2 separate regions of the Mus musculus genome follow, and region 2 is linked to region 1. A link is a contact called in public Hi-C data. All regions are on one chromosome and are shown on one strand. The core of a region is the stretch at or near the end of the contact, and the rest is flanking DNA. Distances in the headings are between cores, read along the strand shown.

Region 1 (5,858 bases), core at 2,005-4,504:
GGCAGTGACCATGTCCTGAGCACATGCCCAGGACATGCCTGGCCGGGCGGGAGACCTCAGAGCCACTGTTATTATCTCCCCCCATCATGGTGAGATAAGGACAGCGCCCACTGTACAGGTGGAAGCTCACAGAGGTACAGGGCATGCTCAGAGATCTGAGACACAAATGCTAAAGAGCCTCTGATACTCTCAATCCCTAGGAACGTACCCGAAGCCTTGGCTTTTCTCCTCTGTTGGTATTCAAAAGTGCCAGGGTTACATTTGCATCTCATATCTGTCCAACCTGGGCTGGGGGGAGCTGGACTGATTGGATGGATGGAAGGATGGATGGACGGACGGACGGACGGACGGATGGTTGATGGGACAGACAGGACTACTGAACTGACCCATAGACTAAGAAGTGGACAGTGGAAGAACAAATGAATGGCCTAGTCACAAATGAGAGACTATACAAACAGTAAGAATACAGAGCAACAAGAGAAGAGGCAAGGAATGGCTGCCTAGGGAAGGGCAGGGCTAAGCTTGCTTTAGACAGAGGCCACAGCTTGCTCACACAGCAGTTTCTTCCCACCTAAGACCAAGCTGGCCTCTGTTTCCCAAGGTCACCGCAGACTATCCCTTAGCCCCTAGGGCCAACTTATCTAGTGTAGCCATTACCCGCCAGCCCCTGCACCAGCTAGCTCCCCTACACCCAGCCCAGTGTTTCACTCTCTCTCTCTGAGCATTTCACAGAAAAAAGGAGACAGGAGATCGGGGCTCCAGAACAAGCTAGGGCCAGACTTGGAGCCAGTGCTTTCCTCTCCGAGTCCAGATGACCTCCGGGGCCTTTTCATCTCTGACATTCTTTGGGGTGGGAGTAAGCCTCTGGATTTTTACACAGCCACTGGGGTCAGCAGAAGAATTTCAGACCAAAAACTAGAAGTTGGGAAAGGTCCTGCCCACAGCACCACCCACTTAGGAAAGGCCCACACAAGGAGTCTGCAGGCCATCCCTCCTCCGTCACTGCCCAGCCTCTCTAAGCCTCAGTTTCTTAATTTTAAAATGAGTTCAACTGCCCCCACCTGAACATCTGACCTCAACTCAGTTTTGGGGAGCGCCTGACATGGCTGTAGCCACATAGGACATGGTACACACTGTGACATTTGATTTCCTGAAATGTGATGATAATGGGGTCCAGGGGGAAAGGAAGGGGGCCACACTGTCTATTCCTGTTCAGTTTTGTCTGAAGCAAACCATGCTGGGGGTGAGAGCGCTCCAAAACAGAGAACCCAAACGTGGGTTCCAGTCTCAGCTCTCCTCTACTGGGCAGAGTAGTGACTCTTGGGCCTCAGTTTCTCCATCTAAAACCTTGTTGGTTCAGAACCGGGTGACCCAGGCATGCCTAGCTCTGCAGCTCAACGCTCTCAGGCCTTGTTCCCACTGGCTGCCCTTGGGGAGCTCACATTGGCCTGGTGAAGCCAGGACACCGCTCTGAAAGGAGACTTTTCCCTCCAGGAAATGGGGGGAGGGCCCTAGATAAGCACAAAGGCTCAGAGCATCCTCCTAGGACAGAGTCTCCCCCAAAAGGGGAAAAGACCACATTCAGATTTTATGGGCCTGGCCTCATACCACTCTGCTGCCTGTACAGTCACCAGCCAGTCCAGTCAGCCACTTCAGAAACTCAACTGATGTCCAATCAGGAGACTTCAAAGTGGCAGGCCGGGTGGCAGAAAGGAGTTAACACAAGCAGAGGACAGGCCCAGAACACAAGGGCCAGGCAGTCAGCTACTCCTATGTATATCGGGACCCACAGGAGCTGCAGGCCTGTACCCAGCTAAAAACCCACCACTAAGGACATTCATCAACAGAGGCCATCTCTGGAGGCTAAGAAGACCACCCATACCTGAAGGGGGTTCTTCCACTGCAATCAACCAGACTTGCCCCAAGAGGGGGCTACCAAAACTTCCTGTCCACCAAGGGGGCTCTGGCCACCCATGAAGGGGCAAGCCTCCCTCCATCTCCAACACACACACAGCTCCTAAAGGATCCACACTGCTGGAGGACAGGGTGGCAAGAAGGGTCATGTCCTCATGACAGGGATCTTAGCTCCAAACCCTGGGCCCACTTTATGCCCCTAGAGCCAGCCAACTCCCCCAAATCTGGGGCTACAATATAGTTCCTTACAATACCACTTTGATACAGAGCCTCGTCCAAACGACTCCTCCCAAAACCTCTCACCTCAGCCCTACACACACACACACACACACACACACACACACACACACACACACGACATCCCCACCCACGCAGTTCTGGGGAAACCGGCAGTTAACTTTTCCCAAAAACCCTGCAAAGGCGACTAGCTAGGTGGGAAGAAACAGAGAAATGGGCCCCCATATCCTTTCGCGGCATCTCAGGGCCCTCAGGGGAAGAAAAAAAAAATCTTAAAAAAAAAAAAAAGCAAGAAAGAAAAGAAAACTTTCAGAGTTAACTTTAAATTCCCAGCCCCCTCCCCCCAAATCACCCGGCAGCTTCTCTCCCCCTTATTTTTTCCTTTAAAGTGTAATTGTATTGTGTCTCACCTCCCCGAAAGGCTCCCGGCTCTCTCCAAAGAAAAGGAAAAAAGCCAACCCTTCGGGTGCCCCCTCTGCTTCCAGCCGCCTCTCCCACATTCTCAGACAGTTTTATTAAAATCTTCAGACAAAAGAAAAACAAAAATGGCAGCCTGGCTTATTTTTAAAACAGGACAGGGACGCCATATTCTGCAGATCTGCAAAAAAACGGAGAAATCCGGCACTGGCCGCTCCACCGGGCCGGCTGCAAAGTGCGCGAACCGCGCCGTTTGCAATCCGTTTATTTGCATTAAGCCCCATGAATCATTGTTTACCGGAGAATTGCAGCAGGTTTGAATAGCCCGGCTTAGGAAAACACACACGCACACACTCGGAGACGAACCCCAGACACGCCGCGGGAGACGCTGCCTACCCCGCGCGCGCAGCCGCCGCAGCCACGGCCGCCCCGGGGCCCGGCCCGAGGCACCGGCGACCCCCGGGCCCACGCAGCGCGGCCGCCCCGCGCTGACAGCGCTCGCGCCCGCCCGGCCCCCGCCCCGCAACTCGGCGCAACTTTCCCGCGGGCGGGCCCGCTCCCCCGCGCGCCCCGGGCCCGCACGGACCTGGCAGTGCTGGCGGCGCTCCGGGACGCGGCCGCAGCCCCGAGCCCGGCGGCCCGAGTAGGGCCGGGCTGGGGGCTCCCGGCTTCGGCGGTGGCGGCGGTGGCGGCGGCGCGCGGCTGGGGCTCGGTGCGGAGCGGCGCGCAAACCTTCCGGGTCGCCTGCTGTTCACTTCTGGGTTCTGCAGGCGCCGCGGCGGCGGAGGCCGGCTGTGCAGCCGCGCGGCCCCGGCGCGCTGGGCCCCGCGAGCGAGCCGCGTCCGGCCCCCCGCCTCTCGGCTGCGCAGCCCGCCCGGCCCCGGGGCTCCGGCGAGTGGGCAGCGCCCGGCGCTGGCGACGGCGAGGGGAGGGGGCCGGCGGGGCGGGGACGGGCCGCGCGCTGGGGGCCCCCGCTCGGCCCCGGGGCCTCGTCTCGCGCTCGCCGCCGCCGCCGCCAAGGAAAGTTGCGCGGCGCCCCCTGCCCGCGCCGCGCCGCGCCGGAGGCTGAGCCACAAAGGAACTCCGCGCCCCCCTCCGCCCGCCCGAGCCGCGCGGGGAGGGCACCGGCGCCCGGCCCTAGGACAGCCCCTTCCCCAGCACGGGGGCTCCCGGGGCCCGGGCGGCCGCGGCCATTGTCCCGCCCAGACTCCGCTCCCGGGTGGCGGTGGCCTGGGGACCCGGGACTGGCTGGTCACGCTGCTCTCGGGAGGGGTGGGGGTGTCCCTCCTTGGGAAATCGCAAGCTGGTGCAGACCCCCACGGTGCTCCCCCCCCCCCCCACACACACACCCGGTGACAAACGGCCAGGCTCAAGATCCCTGCTAAGATTTTGGTTATTTATTTCTGAAGAAAGGACGTGGGGGCGGGGTGGGGTGCAGAAGTTTGCACAAGCCAGGACACCGCTTCCCAACCCTAGGCCTGAGTCTCAGCGGTGGGGCGACCAGGAGCTGACAGCACTTCTAGAAAGTCTATCAGAGGTGGCACCGCCTGTCCCCCCAGCTCCAGACCTCAGAGCCATCTGCGCGACTCCTCCTCCCGCCTCACCCTCCCCAGCCAATCAGTCACCAAGTCCTCTTGATTCGGCCTCGCGGGCTGTGTCAACTTCTAAACTTCACTTCTACCTGAGGAGGCAGGCATTCCCGATTCCGAACCCGCTTAGATTTCTGTGGCACACTCTGCTGTCCACCTGCAGGCCTAGAGGATCAGGGCTGCCTCTGCCGTCCTAAGCATCCCAGAGAAGGAAGGACACAAAAAACCATCCTGCTTTCTGGGAAGTATAAGTTCATAGGCACGTGCGCTAGTTGGCTGGGAACACAGTTCTAAAAAGTGTGGACAAAGTCGCTGTCCTCGTGAGGATTCCAGTTTAGCACAGGATGTCACACATTGGGGAAGCTGGAGGGTGGGACCCACGGAGGTCGTTGGTTCCTTCTCAAAGCATCAAGCACACAATTCCGGGCATAGGGCAGAGGCACAATAAGCAAGCGGCAAAAATTAACTGGAATGATATGGTATTGACAACACAGAGAAGGCTACTCTCCTAGAGAGATAGGGGCTGTTTTCAGAACATGGCTCTGGGATGAGCCTGGAGAAGAGAGGAACACCTTTGTTCTGAAAACAAAAAGACTAGCCCAGAGTTGAGAAGGTTCTGTGAGGAAAAACACTGGCCAGCAATGGGAATGAAGCGAGAAATCACCCGTGTAGAAGAATCAAGAATCGAGGTGTGGGATGTGGGGCATGGGTTTTAGAGTGACTTCCTTCCAAATGCACAGTCAGAAAAGGAAGAAGAAAACAAATGAAGGGCACATCAGCAGCCATGAATCATGCTGACGGTGTGCACATTTGACGAGATGAAAAGCAAACCTTCCGGGGCTGGAGGCATGACTCTGCAGTTAGAATGCACTGGGCCTGAGGACCTGAGTTTGGTTTCTACCACCCAAGTCCTGTGGCTCACAACAGCCTGTAACTTTAGCTCCGGGGGATCCGATGCCCTCTTCTGGACTCCTGCAGAACCTTCTCTCATATATGCACAGACCCCCTCCCCTAGCATAATTAAAAACAATAAACATTCTTAACAAAAAAAAAAAAAAAAACCTTTAGGGGCTGGAGAGCTGGAGGGCTTGGTCAGCATTCATGGTTCTACAGTTTAGATTCCAGCATCCATGTTAAAGAGCCCATCATTGCCTGTAACTCCACCTCCAGGAGATCAGACACTCCCTTCTTGCCAGTCAGGGTCTCATCCAAAAGCCTCCATGGTGCAATGAAGGTGAAGGCCCCCCAGCGAGGTGGGATCCCGAGGCCCCTCCAGTCCAGTGAGGGGTCACCACTGGCCAGTCTCGCCCAACATGCTGGGGGTGGGGGTGGGGGTGGAGCATGAACGCACATGTTAGGACTCAAAAGATGCCTGGGCAGGGCAGAAGCCAGAGAAACTCTGGTGAAGGTGCAACCTCAGTTGCAATTGATGGCCCAGGACTGAAGGGCTCATGTAAAGGATTTGAGACTTGGCACCATGAAGAAAGCCTATGAGAGGGTATTGATGAAGCCTAGCTGCAGCAGAAGACCCCAGTGTATTGGAGATGCCAGTACCGTGGTATGATCACCAAGAACAGCAAAGGCAGTGGAATGGATCAACCTGAGCTTAGAGTGCTACAGAGTGCAGAGCTGGAAAAATGACCCTAGCTCTTTGGTGGAGCCCAGAAGATCATGTGTGGATCCCAGACATTGAAACAAGAA
Region 2 (5,858 bases), core at 1,480-3,979, 280 kb after region 1:
GGTAAAGGAAGGACTTTTATTTCCATTTGAATCTATAGAACAAAAGATAAAAGTCAGTAGAATTGAGCACATATTTACAGAGGTTATCACTGGATTTCTTTGGATAATGAGCTTTGTGGGGGGTAAAGTATTTTTAGCCTTTCATTTCTTGGTTCCAGAATTATTAGGTTAATTCCTCTGGTACTTGCCTGTGTATGGCAGGTATGAGGCAATAGGGCTTCAAGTAACTGGAGTGTGCTAGCGGGGTGGTCAGAAAGCTCCGCGTCTGTGCCGCACTCCGTCAGTTTCGGAGGACTTTATACTTTATCCTGCTTGCTTCTTACAACAGCTCTCTGAAGAGGGAGGCCGGGGCTATCATCCCCATCTCAGCGGGAACTGCTTTAGCTTGTATTTTAGTAGCAAGGGCTTCTGCAGACCTGAGATGAGAGCAAATCTTGTGACTCCTACTTGAACACTGTCTTCACCTACTTGCAACACGGGTGTTTTTGATGCTTTGCGGCAGAAGCTGCACGCGAGCTAATCAGATGTTAAGTAAAGGGGTTTGAGAGCACTTCCCTATAATCCTAGCATTGGGGATGGTGAGGCAGAGGAGGTCATGTGTTCAAAGCCAGTCTGGGCCACAGGGAGACCCTGACTCAAAGTAAAAAGAGAAATACGAGTGAGGCATAATTGCTCACATCTTTAATCCTAGCACTGATATCCAAGGCCAGAGTGGGCTAAGTACTAAATTCAAGACAGCCTAGACTATAGAATGAGAGACCCTGTCTCAATTTTTTTTTTTTAATCTACTAAGGTAGATAAAAATAGCTGCTGTAACCAGGCAGTGGTGGCTCACACCTTTAATCCCAGCACTTGGGAGGCAGAGGCAGGCGGATTTCTGAGTTCGAGGCCAGCCTGGTCTACAGAGTGAGTTCCAGGACAACCACGAATATACAGAGAAACCCTGTCTCGGAAAACAACAAAACAAAACAAAATAGATGCTGTAGACTTATACAGAAATAATAGTGGGCTTGCAGTTAAAATGTGGTGTGACTTATTTGATCCTGAGTAGTCATTTAATTTCAAATTCTTATTTCCTCATTTGAAATCAGGGCTCCTAATCACTAAGTTACTGAGAGGCTTAAGTGCAGATGTTAGCAGTCTGGTTCTGTTGTCTCACACGGTCGCTGCTTGTTAAGTGAATTTGTAGTACTTTTCAGCATGAAAATCCTCCACTCTGAAGAGTCTCTTCAGGAAAATGCCTTCCAGACTCTTTGTATGTTGTTTCAAATGGGGGTGTCTGGTTCTACCCATAGTGGCAGATGCCTGGCGAGCCCTCAAGAACCCCAGCATCGGAGAAAGCAGCATTGAGGGCCTGACTAGTGTGCTGAGTACCAGCGGAAGCCCTACAGATGGACTCAGTGTCATGCAGGGACCATACAGCGAGACAGCCAGCTTCGCTGCCCTCTCAGGGGGCACACTGAGTGGTGGTATTCTCTCCAGCGGCAAGGGAAAGTACAGCCGGTAAGTAGAGAGGTGGTCTGTAGCAGGCATTGGAATTATTTGTAAGAGAGGACACACCGAGCCACATCTCTATACCACTTTAAGCATCAGTGGTATTTTATTTTTCAAAGTTCACAAATTCTTTGCATCATAGTGACTTCCACTTAAAGAATAATGTTGACTTTAGGTCTTGCTGCTTCATTCTGCTGCCTGCTCTAGGAAGCAAGAAGAGCAGAAGGCAGGCGCTCTGTTAGGCTTGTCGTTGGTTTTATGCTGTGTCACGTTGACTCTGGTACTGTACTCTTCATGACCCTCTTATTCCCACTGGATAGAGTAGGAAAATCAGTTCTGTGAATTTGTGTTAAGAGTACAGAAAGCCTTGTCAATAAAAATAACTGATGTACTTGCATTTTGCTGATGTGCCCTACCGTAATGCCATAGTTATTCATATTTACATATACAGCTGGCGTTAGAGGAGAAGCAGTTAGTTGAGTTCAGTGGGGAAGAGTGGCCTCGTGGAGCACAGCAGAGCAGGAGGTGAGGGAGACAGAGCATTGTCTCAGGTACCTGGAGGGATCCTGCTAGGAAAGGATTAGTACTCCGTGACTGACAGGCAGCAGCCTCCACTGATTTCATGTGCTATGGAGAACATGGAGGAGGCTGTAGGAAGGCCCCAGAGAGGACACTGCCTCACAGAGGACCTGGGCGGTTAGGGCGAGAGCAGATGGCGATTTGGCTGCAAAGAAGATGCAGTGGCAGATGGCGAGTGGACTAGATCTTCACCTTGGTGTCCTTCATTCGCCTGGGAACCTCTTAAAATAGACTCTAGGAGCATATTTCCAGAATTAATAACTTAGGCTGTCCTGGGATGGGACCTGAGGGTGGTCTATGTTTAGAGAAGACTCCCCAGATGATTCTAGTGTAGCCGCTGGCATGAACCAGCCTCTGGCAGCCACCAAGGAGGTGACCTGGTAGGTTCTGAGAAAGGCTTTGACCACTGAGTGTGTGGCAGAGCTGAAGCTGGAACACAGGCCTGAGAGCACCCCCCAGTTGCCCTCATTTCCTAGTGTGGGGCAGAGACACAGGCAGCGGGATGGAGCTGCTGCTGACCTAGCTGCATCTTCTGACTAGTGTCCCTTGTTAACGGCCCCTGCCCCCACATGCTGGAGTATTCACTGCTGTGCTCTCTTAAAACCAGCTCCCCTTGAATGAGCCACAGACATAGTTGGAGCGTGACTTGCTGAGACTGCAGTGCAGCCGGCAGCTGCTGCATCCAGTGAAAGCCGTTCCTTTATGGGAAGTGAATGAGTCAAATGGGCTGGACTGCGAAACCCATTATGAAGAAATACTGAAGTGCAGAACAAAATGGTGCTGAGCCAGAAAGGAAGCAGTTAGGGGTTCCCAGCCTTGAAACCCTATTAGGAAAGTGCTGTTGATGAGGGAGGAGGTTGGCTCCTATATGCCCTTCATTCCTGCAGCCTGGAGGTTACCTGATTACTACGTGTTTGAGTTCTTCCTCTGTGTCCAAGGTAGAAAGGGCAAAGCAGGAATGAGTTGTGAACTCTTCCTTCCGGGGCCTCACAGAGCAGTGGAGAGAGGTGTGGAAGTTGGTGCAGAAGAGGGTTGGGCACTCAGCTGGAGGTGCCTGCCGGGTGCTGGAAGAGAGAGAGTAAGAGGAAATGGTAGTCCTTTGTTGTTAAAGACCTGGCATAAGTTGTTCAGGCAGAGAAAGAGAAACTTTTGAGACAGGGCATAGCATCCACAAAGCCATGGAGGTACAGAATGAAAACTCAGGGGTTGTGATGCTGGAATTGGGGTAAGAAAAGGAACCCAAGCCGCTAGCAGGTCGGGAAGGCCACAGATGTCTGTAGGCAGGAAGGGGGCCAAGAGTTAAGAGATTTTAGGATGGTTGGGTCTTGGCCTGCGTTGACACTGCTCTGGAAAGTTGCTTGACTTGAATTTAGGGGCTGCTGGACACAAGCCCGGTGTTGATTTTTTTAGTCAAGGACTTATGTTAAAGGGACAGAAAGGAGGGGGCAGTTTCACTTGATATGTAAGAGAGGAACTATGCTGGCATGTATTTGAACTGTTTGGCAGTTGGAGGTGATCCAACAGATTATCACAGTTCTCAAGAGAATAATGGAAGAGGTGTGTTCCAGGAAACAAACCGTCAGAACCCTGCTTCTCCTGTTAACTTGCACATCCCCTCTTTACACAGGTTAGAAGTTCAAGCTGATGTCCAAAAGGAAATTTTCCCCAAAGACACAGCCAGTCTTGGTGCAATTAGCGACAGCGCAAGCACTCGTGCTATGGCCGGTTCCATAATCAGTTCCTACAACCCACAGGACAGGTATGAGCAGGCAGAGCCCGGGACAGCTGTATTCATTGGGTAATAGGTCCTCAGCGCTCCCTTCCTCATCTCAGGGCCCTGGGTGCCATCTAGTGGAGATGTGGCGTGCTTCTGAATCCATTGTGCTGGAGTGTTCATCTCTTAAATCTTGTTAGCCTTTGACTTTCCTCCCTCCCTCCTTTCTTCCCTCACCATCTCTTTCCCACCTTTTCCTTCTTTTGTCTAGCTGTTGCAACAGTGGAATTATTCAAATGGAGTTTAAAGAGCTAGACTGATGTTAGCTAGGGCCTGGGTCTAGATCTCCTCTCCGTTCCACTGCAGGAGGAATGAATGGCTTCTGACTGTGATGCAGTCGTAACAAGCTGCCAGCTTGCTCTTACATTTCTATTAAAAGTAAGGTAGGATGAGGTACTTAGTTGAATTCTGGAAGCTATTTATTTGTGTGTTAGATTGTTGTAAATGAGTATGCATATATGTATACCTACATGCCAGAAGAGGGCATCAGATACCATTACAGATGGTTGTGAGCCACCATGTGGTTGCTGGAAATTGAACTCAAGACCTCTGAAAGAGCAGCCAGTGCTCTTAACTGCTCAGCCATCTCTCCAGTCCCTCTGGAAGCTCTTTTTAGATGTTTTAAGGAGAGCAAGCGTGTGTGTGTGTGTGTGTGTGTGTGTGTGTGTGTGTGTGTGTGTGTGTGTGTAAAGGGAAAGTGAGAAGTGAGCTCTGGTCTACGTGGACCCACCTCTTCTAACTACTTAAGCCAAAACCCAGAAACTATTTTAGGAGCAGGTATAATATAACATAACCTATGCGTGACTCTCAGCACAGTGAATTTTGTTCCCACAGAGAGTGCAACAATATGGAAATCCAAGTGGACATTGAAGCCAAACCAAGTCACTATCAGTTGGTGAGTGGCAGCAGCACAGAGGACTCGCTCCATGTCCATGCTCAGGTGGCAGAGAAGGAAGAAGAGGGTAATGGTGCTGGTGGTGGCAGCGGTGGCAGTGAAGACGATCCCCCTTACAAACACCAAAGCTGTGAACAGAAAGACTGCCTGGCCAGCAAGGCTTGGGACATCAGCCTGGCCCAGCCTGAGAGCATCCGCAGTGACCTGGAGAGCTCTGACACGCAGTCAGATGACGTGCCAGACATCACCTCAGATGAGTGTGGCTCGCCCCGCTCCCATGCTGCAGCCTGCCCCTCCACCCCCCAAGTCCACGGTGCACCGAGCCCAAGTGCCCACAAGAACCTCGCTGCTCCAGCTGAGGGCCAGACTGTCTTGAAGTCAGAAGAGTATGAAGTGGAATGAAGGCCCCTGTTCTGAGAAGCACACTTGTTGTAACTGCATCTTTTGGAATCTTTTTCGGGGGAGGGTGGGGATTTATGTATTTTGTTTCAAAGATTCTCTGGTCAGGGTTCCCCCAGGGAAGTTCTGAGAAATTTACAATTTCTTACCAGATAAAAAATGAAATTTGCCTCTAGTATCCCTCCCCCTATCCTCTCATTTTTAGTTTTAATTTATTGGCTAAACTGATGTTGGCAATCTGTGAGGTGTGTCAAAGAATGTACATATGTATGTGTGTATATTGTATGTATGCTAACATTATTGATGACACATTTTAATAAAGAATTCTGTCATAACTGACCTCATGTCACTGTCCTTGGCTTGGGTAGTCCTGCAGAGCCAAGTGTTTATTGGAAGAGTAGTCTATCTGTCTGTGAGAGGCCTGCGGTTTTCTAACCCCAGGGAAGAAGGGTTTTACTCCCTCCAACTGCAGTGGAGTCGCTTGTAGAGCAGCTTCTCCTCCCATACAGGAAGCCAAGGCAGGCTTGCTGTAGACTGGAGTCAGGCTGAGTCTGCAATAGCGAGGAGACCGAGTTGCACCTTTTTTGCCCTCGAGAGGCAGTTCTGCAGTTTTCCTGTCAGAGCCAGATTCATACTCACCACACTCTATAGTCAGTGTTTAGGGGCAGAGTCTGTGGAGAGGGCTTGGTGACCCCGCAGGGTTACAGTTAGGAAGCA

What was found. Hi-C and Micro-C count contacts between places; a contact is called where the count stands out from the background.
Region 2: a Hi-C map of cerebellum shows a contact between it and region 1, with 2.7 times the contacts expected there. The contact joins the enhancer-like site here to the promoter of Zfp362 in region 1. A contact is called at or near these places in 2 of 39 promoter capture datasets (embryonic stem cells and hippocampal neurons), 4 of 484 Hi-C or Micro-C datasets (cerebellar granule neurons, cerebellum, embryonic stem cells and 1 more) and 9 of 115 datasets of contacts at active chromatin or transcription factors (the NIH/3T3 cell line, astrocytes, craniofacial prominence and 6 more).

The regions. Positions count from the first base shown.
Region 1 is chr4:128,802,858-128,808,715 of GRCm38.p6, forward strand. Zfp362 (zinc finger protein 362) reads right to left here and starts at 3,255. Exons shown (of 9, transcript NM_001081098.1): 1 at 3,155-3,255.
Region 2 is chr4:129,079,047-129,084,904 of GRCm38.p6, forward strand. It overlaps Rnf19b (ring finger protein 19B), which reads left to right. Exons shown (of 9, transcript NM_029219.2): 6 at 1; 7 at 1,296-1,503; 8 at 3,701-3,832; 9 at 4,682-5,480. The coding sequence ends at 5,144. Among named protein-coding and RNA genes, the nearest start is that of Tmem54, 24 kb to the right of the region's middle. Within about 2 kb of position 2,730, at least 103 of the 459 cell types and tissues checked have an H3K27ac peak or open chromatin away from gene starts, as enhancers often do. A contact at or near this core is called in the NIH/3T3 cell line, astrocytes, cerebellar granule neurons and 1 more, where this site is marked.